2 separate regions of the Sus scrofa genome follow, and region 1 is linked to region 2. The links are chromatin contacts, called in public Hi-C maps. All regions are on one chromosome and are shown on one strand. Each heading gives the region's core, a stretch centred on a gene start, on an enhancer-like site or on the middle of the called end of the contact. The rest is flanking DNA. Distances are from core to core; before and after follow the strand shown. Region 1 has its middle 110 kb from the start of ATF7IP. Region 2 overlaps GUCY2C (guanylate cyclase 2C (heat stable enterotoxin receptor)).

What was found. Hi-C and Micro-C count contacts between places; a contact is called where the count stands out from the background.
Region 1: a contact with region 2 is called in a Hi-C map of alveolar macrophages, with 4 times the contacts expected there. The contact joins two enhancer-like sites. A contact is called at or near these places in 1 of 5 promoter capture datasets (liver), 24 of 47 Hi-C or Micro-C datasets (alveolar macrophages, blood, brain and 15 more) and 2 of 2 datasets of contacts at active chromatin or transcription factors (alveolar macrophages and skeletal muscle).

What each region holds. Positions count from the first base shown.
Region 1 is chr5:58,257,616-58,264,176 of Sscrofa11.1, forward strand. No RefSeq gene overlaps it. Among named protein-coding and RNA genes, the nearest start is that of ATF7IP, 110 kb to the left of the region's middle. Within about 2 kb of position 4,471, at least 4 of the 83 cell types and tissues checked have an H3K27ac peak or open chromatin away from gene starts, as enhancers often do. A contact at or near this core is called in alveolar macrophages, where this site is marked.
Region 2 is chr5:57,878,835-57,885,424 of Sscrofa11.1, forward strand. GUCY2C (guanylate cyclase 2C (heat stable enterotoxin receptor)) reads left to right here. Exons shown (of 27, transcript NM_214105.1): 18 at 1,124-1,261; 19 at 2,043-2,131; 20 at 4,596-4,687. Among named protein-coding and RNA genes, the nearest start is that of GUCY2C, 59 kb to the left of the region's middle. Within about 2 kb of position 2,262, at least 15 of the 83 cell types and tissues checked have an H3K27ac peak or open chromatin away from gene starts, as enhancers often do. A contact at or near this core is called in alveolar macrophages, where this site is marked.

The DNA.
Region 1 (6,561 bases), core at 3,221-5,720, 380 kb after region 2:
TTTGGTGGTCTAGAGCTGAATCTAAACATCTCTGAGGTCTGCCTGACTTTATTGGACACAAAGCTTGTACAGTTCCTCAGATTCTTATGACCACATCCTTCTTTCTAAAGGCACTGTCCACCTCCTAGTTTTCACTAACATGGCTGCCTTTGCTTGTGACCTTGCTAAGCTTTCTGAGCTGACTGGAGTTGAAAGCCCAGACTTTCATAGCCCTCATACTGCTTATGCCAAGCCCTATTCTCACTGAGAGGTCTCTATACTTCTAGACTTGGGTATAATGCTATACACAGGTTATAGGATTATAGGATTTGGCTTTAGGATTTATAGATTATAGGATTTGGCTTTTTGAGGGGCTGCCAGGAAGCAAGATGATGCAACCTTAAATGCAGGTGTAGGAAAGTAGTCAGCTCCTTGTGGGCTGAACATTGACCTGTGGGAAGGAGAGGGGAAGAAAGATGGGCAGATAACCCCACTCTACCTTTTTCATTCTCAAGATAATATTGTGATGTGCTTTCTCCTTCAAACATTCTGGGGGAAGATTTACATGCTGTGTGAACACATCTTCCAGGTGATCCACTATCTATCTTATGGTTGTGATACAGGACAGCGGGGTAATGAAATACATTGTATTGTTTTGTCTTTTTTCTTGCTTTACTTCCTTTGTTCCTTTTCTCACTGTCTTGGGTTTGTACTTTTTAAATAAAGTGGCGGTACCTTAATTTTTGCCTCAGGCTCTGTTTTCTTGAGTTCTCAGGCTAAGATACTTAACAATTCTATTACTAGTTCCAAACCCCATAGAGAACCTCTTACCCATGTGCTTAAGGAGATATCTATAATAATATAAATTACAACCTTATTTATAGTAGTAGGAATCTGTAAACAATTAGCTCTTACTGTGGTGATTCATACAAAGAAATAAAATATCCCACTGAAAATAAAGGAATATATAACATGGCTACTTCTCAAAGTAATACAGTGGACCAAAAAAAGTAGTAGCAAGGAAACATATTGTACACAACCATTTATATAAAGTTTACAAACATAAAAACAACATCATGTAAATTTCTAGATATGTTCATTTGTAGTAGGAATATAAAAATATTTTGAGGAGTTCCCTGGTAGCTCAGAGGGTTAAAGATACATAGTTGTCACATGGCTCAGGTCACTGCTCTATCATGGGTTTGATCCCTGGGCTGGGAACTTCTAACATGCAGCAAACATGGCCAAAAACATAGAAAATAAAAAAAATAAATAAAAGATCTGAATATCATACCTGGGCATTTAGCTAAAGCTCCATAAGGAATTCTGTTTCTCATCTGGATAGAACAGCCAGTGCAAACTCTTTGAGGCAGATGCCAAATGTGGCTGGAGCTGAGTGACTATTGGATGGGGGTAGGAAGAGCAGAAGTGTGAGGAGAGGGTGGGTGGGTGAGGTGGAACATTGGAAGAAGTTGAAAGGGTTTTGGTTCTTACCCTAATCTCCAAACTGAAAAAATCATGTTGCTAATCTCATCTGCAAATTCTCCTTTCAGTTTGGAGATGGTGTGTCAAATCCTCTCCTTTCCTCTTTCTACCTGACCTTCTTCGTCAGTCTCTCCTTTGCTTGAGGCTAAGGGGTGGAGTATCTCTAACCTTCATTAGTGGCACAAAGGACCAAATGCATAGTTTCCAAGTCAAAACTGGAAGAACAGGTCAGATCTAGGTTGCCAGTCTAGTAGGATAAATAAAGAAAAGAGAGCCAAGATATGGAGCCAAGGAAAGAGCTTTGAGGCACCAGGCCTGGCAAGAGAGAGGAAGGGGTGGTGGTGCTGGCCAGTGGGAGAGAGGGACTCAGGAAATGAGGTGCAGATGTGGCAGTTTAATTTATCTGAGTCAGAAATCTTGAAATCATTTAGAACAGCTACTTACCCTCTTACAATCTTGTCATCAGTCCGGGGTTTCAATTTCCTTTTACCAGTGTTAATTCTGTTTTTTTCATTCTGAAAATATTCATATTGATAAAAAAATAGAAGTGAAATTGTTAAAATTTCATTTTCTTTGTCATTTCTCAACCAAATCATCTCTAATATATTCTCTTACTGCAGCGCCAGAGCAATTTTTCCACTATGCAAATATGATCACCTTTGGTTTGCTCTCACATTTAGGATAAAATCTAAACTTTATTTATTTATTTATTTATTTTTTCTTTCTTTTTTTTTTTTTTTTTTTTTTTTGTCTTTTGTCTTTTTGTTGTTGTTGTTGTTGTTGTTATTGTTGCTATTTCTTGGGCCGCTCCCGCAGCATATGGAGGTTCCCAGGCTAGGGGTCGAATCGGAGCTGTAGCCACCGGCCTACACCAGAGCCACAGCAACGCGGGATCCGAGCCGCGTCTGCAACCTACACCACAGCTCACGGCAACGCCGGATCGTTAACCCACTGAGCAAGGGCAGGGACTGAACCCGCAACCTCATGGTTCTTAGTCGGATTCGTTAACCACTGCGCCACGACGGGAACTCCTAAACTTTATTTATTTAGGCCAATGAAGTGTCCATAATTTTGTTCCCTCTTTATCATTTTAACTTCATCTCTCACCTCTTTCCTATCCCTCCCTGCAAGCTGGTCATTCCAAGTGATGCAGTTTGCATTTAGAGCAGTTTCTCAATGGCAGCACTATTTTGGGTGAGATAATTTGTTTGTTGCAGGAGGCTATTTTGTGCATTGTAGGATGTTTGGCTGCACACCTGACCTCTACCCACTAGACACCAGTAGTGACAACTAAAACTATTTCCATACATTGCCAAATATCCTCTGGGGGTCAAAATTGCCTTGGTTAAACACTGGAACAGAACATGCTGTGTCTGCCCTCTTTCTGCTTGCTATTCCTTCTGCATGGGGTGACCTTCCTCCTGTGATCATCCTGGCAAACACTTCTCATCTTTCAGTGTCTCAGTCCTTTCCTTGGTGAAGTCTTGTATGACTCCCAAGATGGAGTTAAGTGAGCTGGCCTTCCCAGTACAGAGCAACTTGCTGTATTAGAGCAAGATCCAACTGGGAGTTCCCGTCGTGGTGCAGTGGTTAACGAATCCGACTAGGAACCATGAGGTTGCGGGTTCCATCCCTGCCCTTGCTCAGCAGGTTGATGATCCGGCGTTGCCATGAGCTGTGGTGTAGGTTGCAGACGCGGCTTGGATCTCGCGTTGCTGTGGCTCTGGCGTAGGCTGGTAGCTACAGCTCCGATTAGACCCCTAGCCTGGGAACCTCTATGTGCCGCGGAAGCGGCCCAAGAAATGGCAAAAAGACAAAAAAAAAAAAAAAAAAAATCCAACGGTATTCTAATTTGTTGGGTTTGCCTATCTCTTTGGCAGAATGAGGGTTTAGAGGGCCAGACTGTGCTTAGTCTGAAATACTGACAATATCTGTCTGAATCTTTAAGACTTTATAAGTTTGAATGTTGGGCATGATTAAAGCAGTTTAGAAATGACATTTAAAAGCAAATTAGGAGTTCCCGTTGTGGCTCAGTTGTTAACAAATCCGACTAGGAATCTTGAGGTTGTGGGTTCAATCCCTGGCCTTGCTCAGTGGGTTAAGGATCCGGCATTGCCATGAGCTGTGGTGTAGGTTGCAGACGCAGCTCGGATCTGGTGTTGCTGTGGCTCTGGCGTAGGCCAGCAGCTACAGCTCCTATTAGATCCCTAGCCTGGGAACCTCCACATGCCGTGGGTGCGGCCCTAGAAAATTTAAAAAGACGAAAATAATAATAATAATAAAAATCAAAGCAAATTAACTTTTTTCTCGTAGCTGATGTTATGTCTATGATATTCTGGTTGTAGTTTGTCACTGTGTCTGAAATGATGCTTTATATATATTTTATGAATAAAAGTTATTAAACTTGCTTTTAAGCACAGTTTATAGATTTTCTTATATATCTACAACCCAAGCTTTAAAAAGTTAATAATTTATGCAAATTTTATAAAGATATTATATAATATTTTATATTTATAGATATATGTCTCTTGGATTTGAGGAATTTTTTTTTGTCTTTTTAGGGTCACACCCCTGGCATATGGAAGTTCCCAGGCTAGAGGTTGAATCAGAGCTACAAGCGGCCAGCCTACTCCACAGCCATAGCAACAAGGGATCTGAGCCATGTCTGCAACCTACATCACAGCTCACGGCAATGCTAGATCCTTAATTCACTGAGCAAAGCCAGGGATTGAACCCACATCCTCACAGATACTAGTCAGGCTTGTTACCGCTGAACTGCAATGGGACCTTCCGAATTTGAGGAGTTTTATCAGTTAAGTCCTGGGATATATGTACTTTTGTGAATAATCACCTTCCTAGAGCCATGCTGTTATTTGATAATAGTTAAGTATTTCTGCATTTCGTTATTTAGGACTAACGGTTCATTTAATAGGTTATTCCCATTTAGGAAGTTAGCAGTGACAGTTGTGGAAAATACCTTAAACATTTCTAAATAGTGCTATACTTTACCAATGCTGCCATCTCCTGGATGCATTCATGCACTGTAGCAATCAAAGAAGCTTACAGTTCATATACAGTGGTTTCCAAAAGGAATGTGGCATGTGGATTTAAAAAGTTTTCATTTTCTCTTTTTCTTTTGTTGTGTTTAGTTTGAAAAGACTTGGATATTTATATATTTCCTAACAACCTCCTGCTGGAGTCAGAATGGTGTAGTACTAGAGTGTAAAATGGATGTACTAAATATTTTAATTTTGTCCCTCTAGATTTATTATCCATTCTTCTCTGCTCTACTTTGTGTCCCAGGAGGTAGAGACTGATCTATATGGACTGTATCAATAAAATTCCTTGACTTTTAACTTCTGATTGAATCTGGGCAATAGGAAGCATTCAAAGACAATCAAAGAGAGAGAAGAGAGTAAAGCTGAGGTGTTCATTTCCCCCCACTCCTCTTCCTATGAGGTCACAGGGCTCTACTCCTTAACTGAAAGTCGTATTTTCTGGCAAGGAGCCTTACCGAAGTATCTCCCTCTATCTAAAGGAAGTAGTAATCACTTTGTCCTCTGTCCTTTATGACCAAGGACGGTAACAGTAGCTATGTGTTGTGAAACCTAGAGCCCTTCACTATTCCCTGTGGTCACCCAACATTCTGCCCAACATTTTGAAAATGATCCTTTTATTAACTATTCATTAAATCACTCCAGCTTGAGTATATTCCCTGCTAGTCTTCTGAAAAAAACAACAGGAACAGTAGGCGTTATCCATAGATAAGGGTTAACTAAATTAAGACCTGATTAGTTCTTAAACAGTGTTGGAGAAAAGAGATAAAGATGAAAGCAGTTAGGGAGTTCCTGTCATGGCTCAGTGGTTAACGAATCTGACTAGGAACCACAAGGTTCCGGGTTCCATCCCTGGCCTTGCTCAGTAGGTTAAGGATCTGGTGTTGCCGTGAGCTGTGGTGTAGGTTGCAGACGCGGCTGGGATCCCACGTTGCTGTGGCCCTGGTGTAGGCTGGCAGCTACAGCTCCGATTCGACCCCTAGCCTGGGAACCTCCATATACTGTGGGTGTGGGCCTAGGGGGAAAAAAAAAAAAGATGAAAGCAGTTAGAAAGAGAAGGATAATGATGGAGGCCAAAGATTATCCGATATTAGAATAATTGCTATTCTTTTAGTGGTTAGAAGCATCCCACCCCCCACCCAAATGGAATACTTGTATTGAATATCTTTATAGGAAAGATTCAGATGTAAAAGAAGAAAAATTTCTTGATAAAAAGGAATAGCTAAATCATCAGATCAAAACTTTACACAATATCAGAAAAATTGATATAGATAGAATGATCAACAATAAGACATGAGAAAAAAAATCATCTTTAAGCAAACAGCTCCCCTCTGAAGTTCCCTGAAAGGAGCAAAAAGAGGGTTTATACTAATATTTAATTCCAGAAGGCATCAAGATTTACAAAGTTCTAAGGCTAAGAAATGTATTAGATTGTAACCAAATATGGCAGATTTCCTTAGTGTCAGGTAACTTCTTGGTTAAAAAATACCCAGAATATCATATTTCACAATAGTCATTTCCAAAGGAGTCTTACTTTTATTTGTAGTCACCAATGAGTATTTTACCATAATGGCAAAGCCTATCTATTAAATTATAAACATGATTTTAGAAAATGCCTGGTAAAATGACAAAATGGTTGTAATTGGTAAACTAAACCCTGTATTTGAAAGATGCCCCTCTTTCTTTAACTTTCAGGGACTTGTGCCATTTGTCAGGGATATCATCCTTGGTTGTGATAAAAAGACCATAAAGTTTACATGGTGTATATTTGTTCCTATATACGTCTTCATTATATCATATGTTAATATAGACCCAAATAAACAGGAGTACACATACAAAATTGTAACCAGGAGTTATGGGTTGAACACCCCAACCAATTCATATGTCAGTACCTCAGAATATGACTGTATTCAGAGATAAGATCTTTAAAGGGTCAGTTAAGTTAAAATGAAATTATTATGGTGCACCCTAGTTCAATATGACACGTGTCTTTACATGAAGAGAAAATTTGAACACAGACCTGTACAGAGGGAAGATGGTG
Region 2 (6,590 bases), core at 1,012-3,511:
AGTGCTTCACTCATGTGAAGTGAACTAGATGGACAGAGCAGGCACAACAGTAAAACGTGGGCAAATTGTGTGCATTAATTTGTTTAAAGAACACTGCGATAAATAAAACACATCTCCAGGTGATAGCTGACTTTGTGGCTGCCAGCGTGTCACACCTGAAAAATATCAGTGATGGTCTCTTTGTTTAAATGTGCTCTCTTGGAGTTCCCCTCGTAGCTAGTAGTTAGTGAACCTGACTAGCTTCCATGAGGACGCGGGTTTGATTCCTGGCCTCCCTCAGTAGGTTAAGGATCCGGTGTTGCCCTGAGCTGTGGTGTAAGTCACAGATGTGGCTCAGATCCATCATGGCTGTGGCTGTGGTGTAGGCTGGCGGCTACAGCTCTGATTGGACCCCTAGCCTGGGAACCTCCATGTGCCACAGGTGCACCCCTAAAAAGACAAAAAAAGTGCTCTTTTTATTTGTTTTTAATAAATATATATATCATATGTATATAATATATATACTTATATTATTACATATAGTATATATTTATACTTATATATATTTATATATAATTATATAAATAAATATATTTATATTTATATAATGCTTATGAACTATACATTTTATATAAATTATATAATTATATAAACTATATCTATATTTATAATTATATAAACCATATAATTTATATATAATTTATAGTTAATTTTATATTGTAAAAATTATGTACTATATATATGTATATATAGTCTTTTATATTACATAAAATAAATACATGATTTTAAAATATTTATGAAGGCTTTTCTGTTTATGCCACATGTTCTGTAAGCTGTTAAATGCTCAGCCTCTTAGATTCTACTGCATTCACCCCACAGACGTTTACTGAGCACTTCCTGTCCCCAGGTGCTAGTCTAGTTGACCTTGAGGGTTTTCAGAGCTCTGAGTCAAGCAGCTTAGGCAAGGCATTGCTGCATGCCCGCACCTGAATCCCGGCATTACACAGTCAGCTTAGAAGGCAAGCATGTGTGCTGCCCCCGTCACCGGCGTTAGCGCGGTGGAGGGACCTAAAAGCAAAAGCAAGTTGGAGACCCCTGAGCGGCTCGACCCCTCACCCTCTCCGTGTCACTGCTGAATGTGCAGACCTGTGGACGGCCCCGGAGCACCTACGCCGAGCCAGCGTCTCCCAGAAAGGAGATGTGTACAGCTACGGGATCATCGCCCAGGAGATCATCCTGCGAAGAGAAACCTTCTACACCCTCAGCTGTCGGGACCAGAAGGGTGAGTGAGACCCTCGGGGGGAGCCAGCGTGCTAGGCTGACCTAGACCCTGAGGTCCTGTGACCACCTATCAGTCCACTCCCCAGCAAAAGCAAGGACACACCCGCCCTCCATAGGGTAGCTGGAGGGATCCATCGCATCTGAAGGTTAGAGGGCTCTGAAAAGCATAGGACAGTATTCCTCTGCCAGCTGCCACTGCTGTCATATTATTGTGTCTGAAAGAATCTTGCCTTACCATTTCCTGATTTCCTTTTGATTCCAGTAGAAGACTTTGTGCCCGTTTCACACCTGGACTAGATCACTCTAGTGGGACAACATAGGCATTTCAGTTCTTACTGAAAGCAGATCAGTAGTTTTGCCACATGTCCCCTCAGGGGGGGAGTGTTTTATTCCATTCATCCAGTCCTCGATTTACTGAGCACTTAATTATGTGCCAGCTCTTAACCCTCTGGGGGATGGAGGTGGTAAAGGGATATAGTGGGGGCAAGCTGGCGTCTTGCTCAGAGAAAGCCTCCCTATGGCAGGTGTATCTGAGTTAAGTTTTAGAGGGTTAGTAGACTTAACTTAAGGTGACCTCCTGGTGTAAAGGGACACAAGACCCCTTCACCTGGAGACTCCTTCATTTGTTCACTTCTCTCTGTTGAGAACTGGCCTAGGCTCTGCCACAGCCCCACTGGGGACCTATCCAGGGTCGGTGAACCAATTCAGAGGCTGGCAGCCGCTGCTAAAATTTCTTCACACTGCTTTCTTTGTTGTCATTTGCATTATTCTTATCCCATCAGAGAAGATTTTCAGAGTGGAGAATTCCAACGGGGTGAAACCCTTCCGCCCAGATCTGTTCCTGGAAACAGCAGAGGAAAAAGAACTGGAAGTGAGTTCTATCTCCCAGCGTGAATGTCTTTGGGCTGCTGCAGCAAAGTACCACACACACACTGAATTAAAACAGAAACATACTGGTTTACAGTTCTGGAGGCCGGAAGTCTGCAGTGAGTTGTCGGCAGGTCATGCTCCCTCTAGTGGCTCGGGGGGAGAATGTATTCCCTGCTTCTTCCAGGAGCTTCCGGTGGCTTAGACGTTCCTTGGCTTCCGGATCCTCCTCTAATCTCTACCTCCAGGCCACTTTCTCCTCTTCAACTTTCCCTCTGCTTCTCTCTTCTGTAAGAATGCTTGCAACTACGTTCAGGCCCACCAAGATAATCCAGCATTACCTCCCCATCACAAGATCCTTTATCATATCTGCAAAGACCCTTTTTCTAAATAAGGTCAGCTTCACTGGCTCTAGGAGTGGGGACACATCCTTGGGAGCTACTGTCAGCCGCCCATACTCCCAAATCAGGAAAGAGTTCCTTAAGCGCACATGTCACATTCTCAAGGTTTAGGAGCTAAAAGTGTAAAATGTCCATGTGATACACTTACTAAGGTTATAAATATTACCTGCTGATTAAATAGCAAATATGGCAACATCTAGAAACAATAAAGAAATGTACTTTCACTCTTTCTATCCTTCCTCTGAAGAAAATGGAGATTTTTCTCTCTTTGTTTGCTTAATTTTTTTTAAACAATCTCTCACAAAGGCCTTTAAGACCTATGGGGAAAAAAAAATCTAATTTTGGGAGGGAATTTTTTCTGAGCTTTTATAATTCAGGAGATGATAAGTAAATGCTCACAAAATATTTATGGTCTTTTAAAAAAACCCATGTTTTTAACACTTTTGCTCTTTGAAAGGTAAAGATAAAAATATTTTGCTTCAGTTTACAGGCGACCTGCCAGATGAGGTTTAGGGCCAGACTCTGCTGGGCAGGAATGGGCCATTTTTACTTCTCTCTCTTTTTGTCAACATTAAAGGCAGGCTGTGGCCCCAAGGTTCTGAGATCCATCTGCCCCTATAATTGCCACCACCTCCTCCCTTCCTTTCCTCTTGCTTTTCTGAATGCTGGGATTCCTCCCTACACATCAGCATTTCTCTTCTAAAACCCTCCTTTCTAGTCTTTATATCCACATGTTGCTTAAGACCTCTTTCACCAAAGCATCTTCTCCTCAATTCACACATGTAGCTGGATTTGGTTCTGGAATTAGCAGTGAGGAATTAGATTCCGTATCTGGTAGGTGGTTCCCAAAGCATACAGGCCTGAAGCTGGATGACTTGGCAGTGCCTGACGAGCATCTGCTGTTCCATCTGTTGCAGCTTCTGTCCCCTCCTTTCCAAGGCAGGTAGCCTGCAGATCGTTTTCCCAGGCAAGAGCATCACCTAGTGGTGAATCTAGGCAACCACAGTTCTAGACTAGTCCTGTCACTCCCAGGGGACTTGATTAAGGCAAAGAGCACAGACAGGAACTGCTTCTCAAACCATTTGTGGTCCTGTTTTGGGTCATAGTGAAGAACGATCTTTATTTAAAACATGGTTTTTATTATGCTTTTTGATCCCACAAAAGCCGCAAACAGGTGGCACCAAAGGAGATGATGATTCCAAGGGCTTCCTTGTACCTCCCCTTCCTTGCTTCTCTTCTCCACTGCAGTGGGCATTGCATCACCTGGGGAACTTAAAAATGTATAGATTATTGGCCTTTGCCCTTGGAACAACTGGAACATACTTATGCTAAACGAATCATGCATTATCTGAAATTCAAGTTTACCTGAGTGTCCTGGATTTGTATTAGCTAAATCTGAGGACCCTAATAAGGCCCCTTCACAAATCAATTAATTCAGAATCTCCTGAAATCGTAACTTTTGTGAACACTGCTCCGACAATTGCACCATCAGGCATGGTTGAAAACTAATTTCATAGAGCCTCGCTCTCGTTTAGAGTTACTGGCCTCTTACTCACTGAGCTCCGATATTTATTGCCCTTCCCAAAATAAACCCTGCAAATGTCTGGAAAGCATTTTGTATCTCCCATCAACCTGACCTCATCAAAACCAGTACCACCATTTTTATTAGTTTAGGGCTGAAGGGAAGGGTGAGGCAAGGGAGTGCAGGTGGCTGTGACTGAGAGAGGCTACAGGGAACTGAGCCATCCCATCCTCTTTGTCAGAGTTGAGATTTTTTTTTTCTTTTTTGCTTTTTAGGGCCACGCGCATGGCATATGGATGTTCCCAGGCTAGGGGTCCCTTCGAAGCTGTAGCCGCTGACCTATGCCTTAACCCATTGGGAGAGGCCAGGGATCAAACCTGAAACCTCGCGGTGGTTCCTAGTCAGATTGTTTCCACTGTGCTTTTGGAACTCCTTTGTGTTTTTTTGTTTGTTTTTTGAGATGTTTTAAAACTATTCTCCCATCCCTGAACAGAATAAGATAGGATACAGCCCCCTGAGTTAATCTGCCTTGTCTGCCTTTCTAGGTCTATCTGCTTGTCAAAAACTGCTGGGAGGAAGATCCAGAAAAGAGACCAGACTTCAAGAAAATTGAGAATACGTTGGCCAAGATATTTGGGTATTGCTGAAATTTTTACTTTTCCTCACTAATTTCAGACTTTTCTAATAATAGTTGATACTCAGTGGCAGCTAAGTGTGAGAATGTCTTTTCTAATGAAAAATCTCAGACTGCAATTCCCCTCAAAAGAATTAAAGTGATCCAGAGACTAACAGACGATTTTTCTCAGGGAAATAATCACTTGAAAAGTTAAGAATTCGAGGGCAAAACTTGCCTGATTAGAAACTAAATTCCGACTGATCACAAATATATCTGTTAAGGAGTTCCCGTCGTGGCGCAGTGGTTAACGAATCTGACTAGGAACCATGAGGTTGTGGGTTCGGTCCCTGCCCTTGCTCAGTGGGTTAAGGATCCGGCGTTGCCGTGAGCTGTGGTGTAGGTTGCAGACGCGGCTCGGATCCCGCGTTGCTGTGGCTCTGGCGTAGGCCGGTGACTACAGCTCCGATTGGACCCCTAGCCTGGGAACCTCCATATGCCGTGGGAGCGGCCCAAGAAATAGCAACAACAACAACAACAACAACAAAAGACAAAAGACAAAAGAAAGACAAAAAAACAACAACAACAACAACAACAAATATATCTGTTAAAAATAGAGTTCCCTGACACTTCTGCTGGTGATTAGGATTTAGAAGTCTAGTATGAATCATGGAAATCTGCAGAGCCCCTGGATAATTCTTAAGATCCCCAAGTTTCTTAAATTTTTAAAATCTTTTTTTTTTGGTGGTGGTTGTTGTTTTTTATGGCCACACCCATTTCATATGGAGAGTCCCAGGCTAGGGATCAAATTGGAGCTGCAGCTGCAAGCCTACACCACAGCCACAACAACATGGGATCCTAGTTTCATCTGTGACCTACATGACAGCTCAGGGCAATGCCAGATCCCCAGTTCACTGAGTGAGGGCCAGGGATTAAACCCAAGTCCTCATGGATCCTAGTTGGGTTCATTACTGCTGAGCCACAAGGGGAACTCCCTAACAATTTTAAAATCCTAAAATCTGAAACTTTGACCTTAAGCACTTAAGACTGGAGCCATGAATCAGATTATAATTTGGGATCAAAAAAAATAGCACACAATTATCCAATAAGATTAAGTTTTAGATTTCTCATGTTTTCAGTTAGATACAATGCAGGGTGAGAAAAACAGCTCTGAGGTTAAGAGTTAGGTGATCCAGTTTCTAGACTAGGGTCTAATAATAGCTTGTTGGACTTTGGACAAGCCACTTACCCTAACTGGGTGTCAGTTTTGTTGCCAGTAAAATTGGAATGAACAAGATGATTTCTGCAGTTTCTTCCAGCTCTAACTTCTGGAGGTTCTCATTAAGTCAAAGACACAGATATTTAATGAGGCTAAAAAAAGTCCAGGGCTGAGATGAGGGGGAGTGAAGGCAATGAAAATGTGGCCATTGAGTGATAAATCTAAACCATCATTTGTAAGAAAAGGAGCGAGAAATAATAAATGGAATTATAAATGATTCCATTCTTATCCCTTTTCATTTCTTCGCAGATAAGATTGTATATGTGACAGACTGGGACACAGGTTTATCCCCAGTCTGGCATTGCCACAGCTGTCGCTAAGGTCGAAACTGTGGCTCGGATCTGATCCCTGGCCGGGGAGCTCCATATGCCGAGGGACAGCCAAAAAAAGAAAAAAAAAGATTGTATGTGTGACAGATGAAATGTAAGCTCATGAAGACAAAACTGGGCTCCTGATATTTAGCCTTTAATAGGGTGACTTTCAACTTGGCTGTACATTGTGATACCTGGGGAGATTTTTAAAATACTGTTGCCAGAATCATACCCTAGAGAGTCTGTTGTAATTGATCTGGGCACAGGCTGGCTTCAGGAGTTTAAGTAAGCTCCTCAAGTGATTAAAATACACAGCCAAGGTTGAGGAAACTGTTTT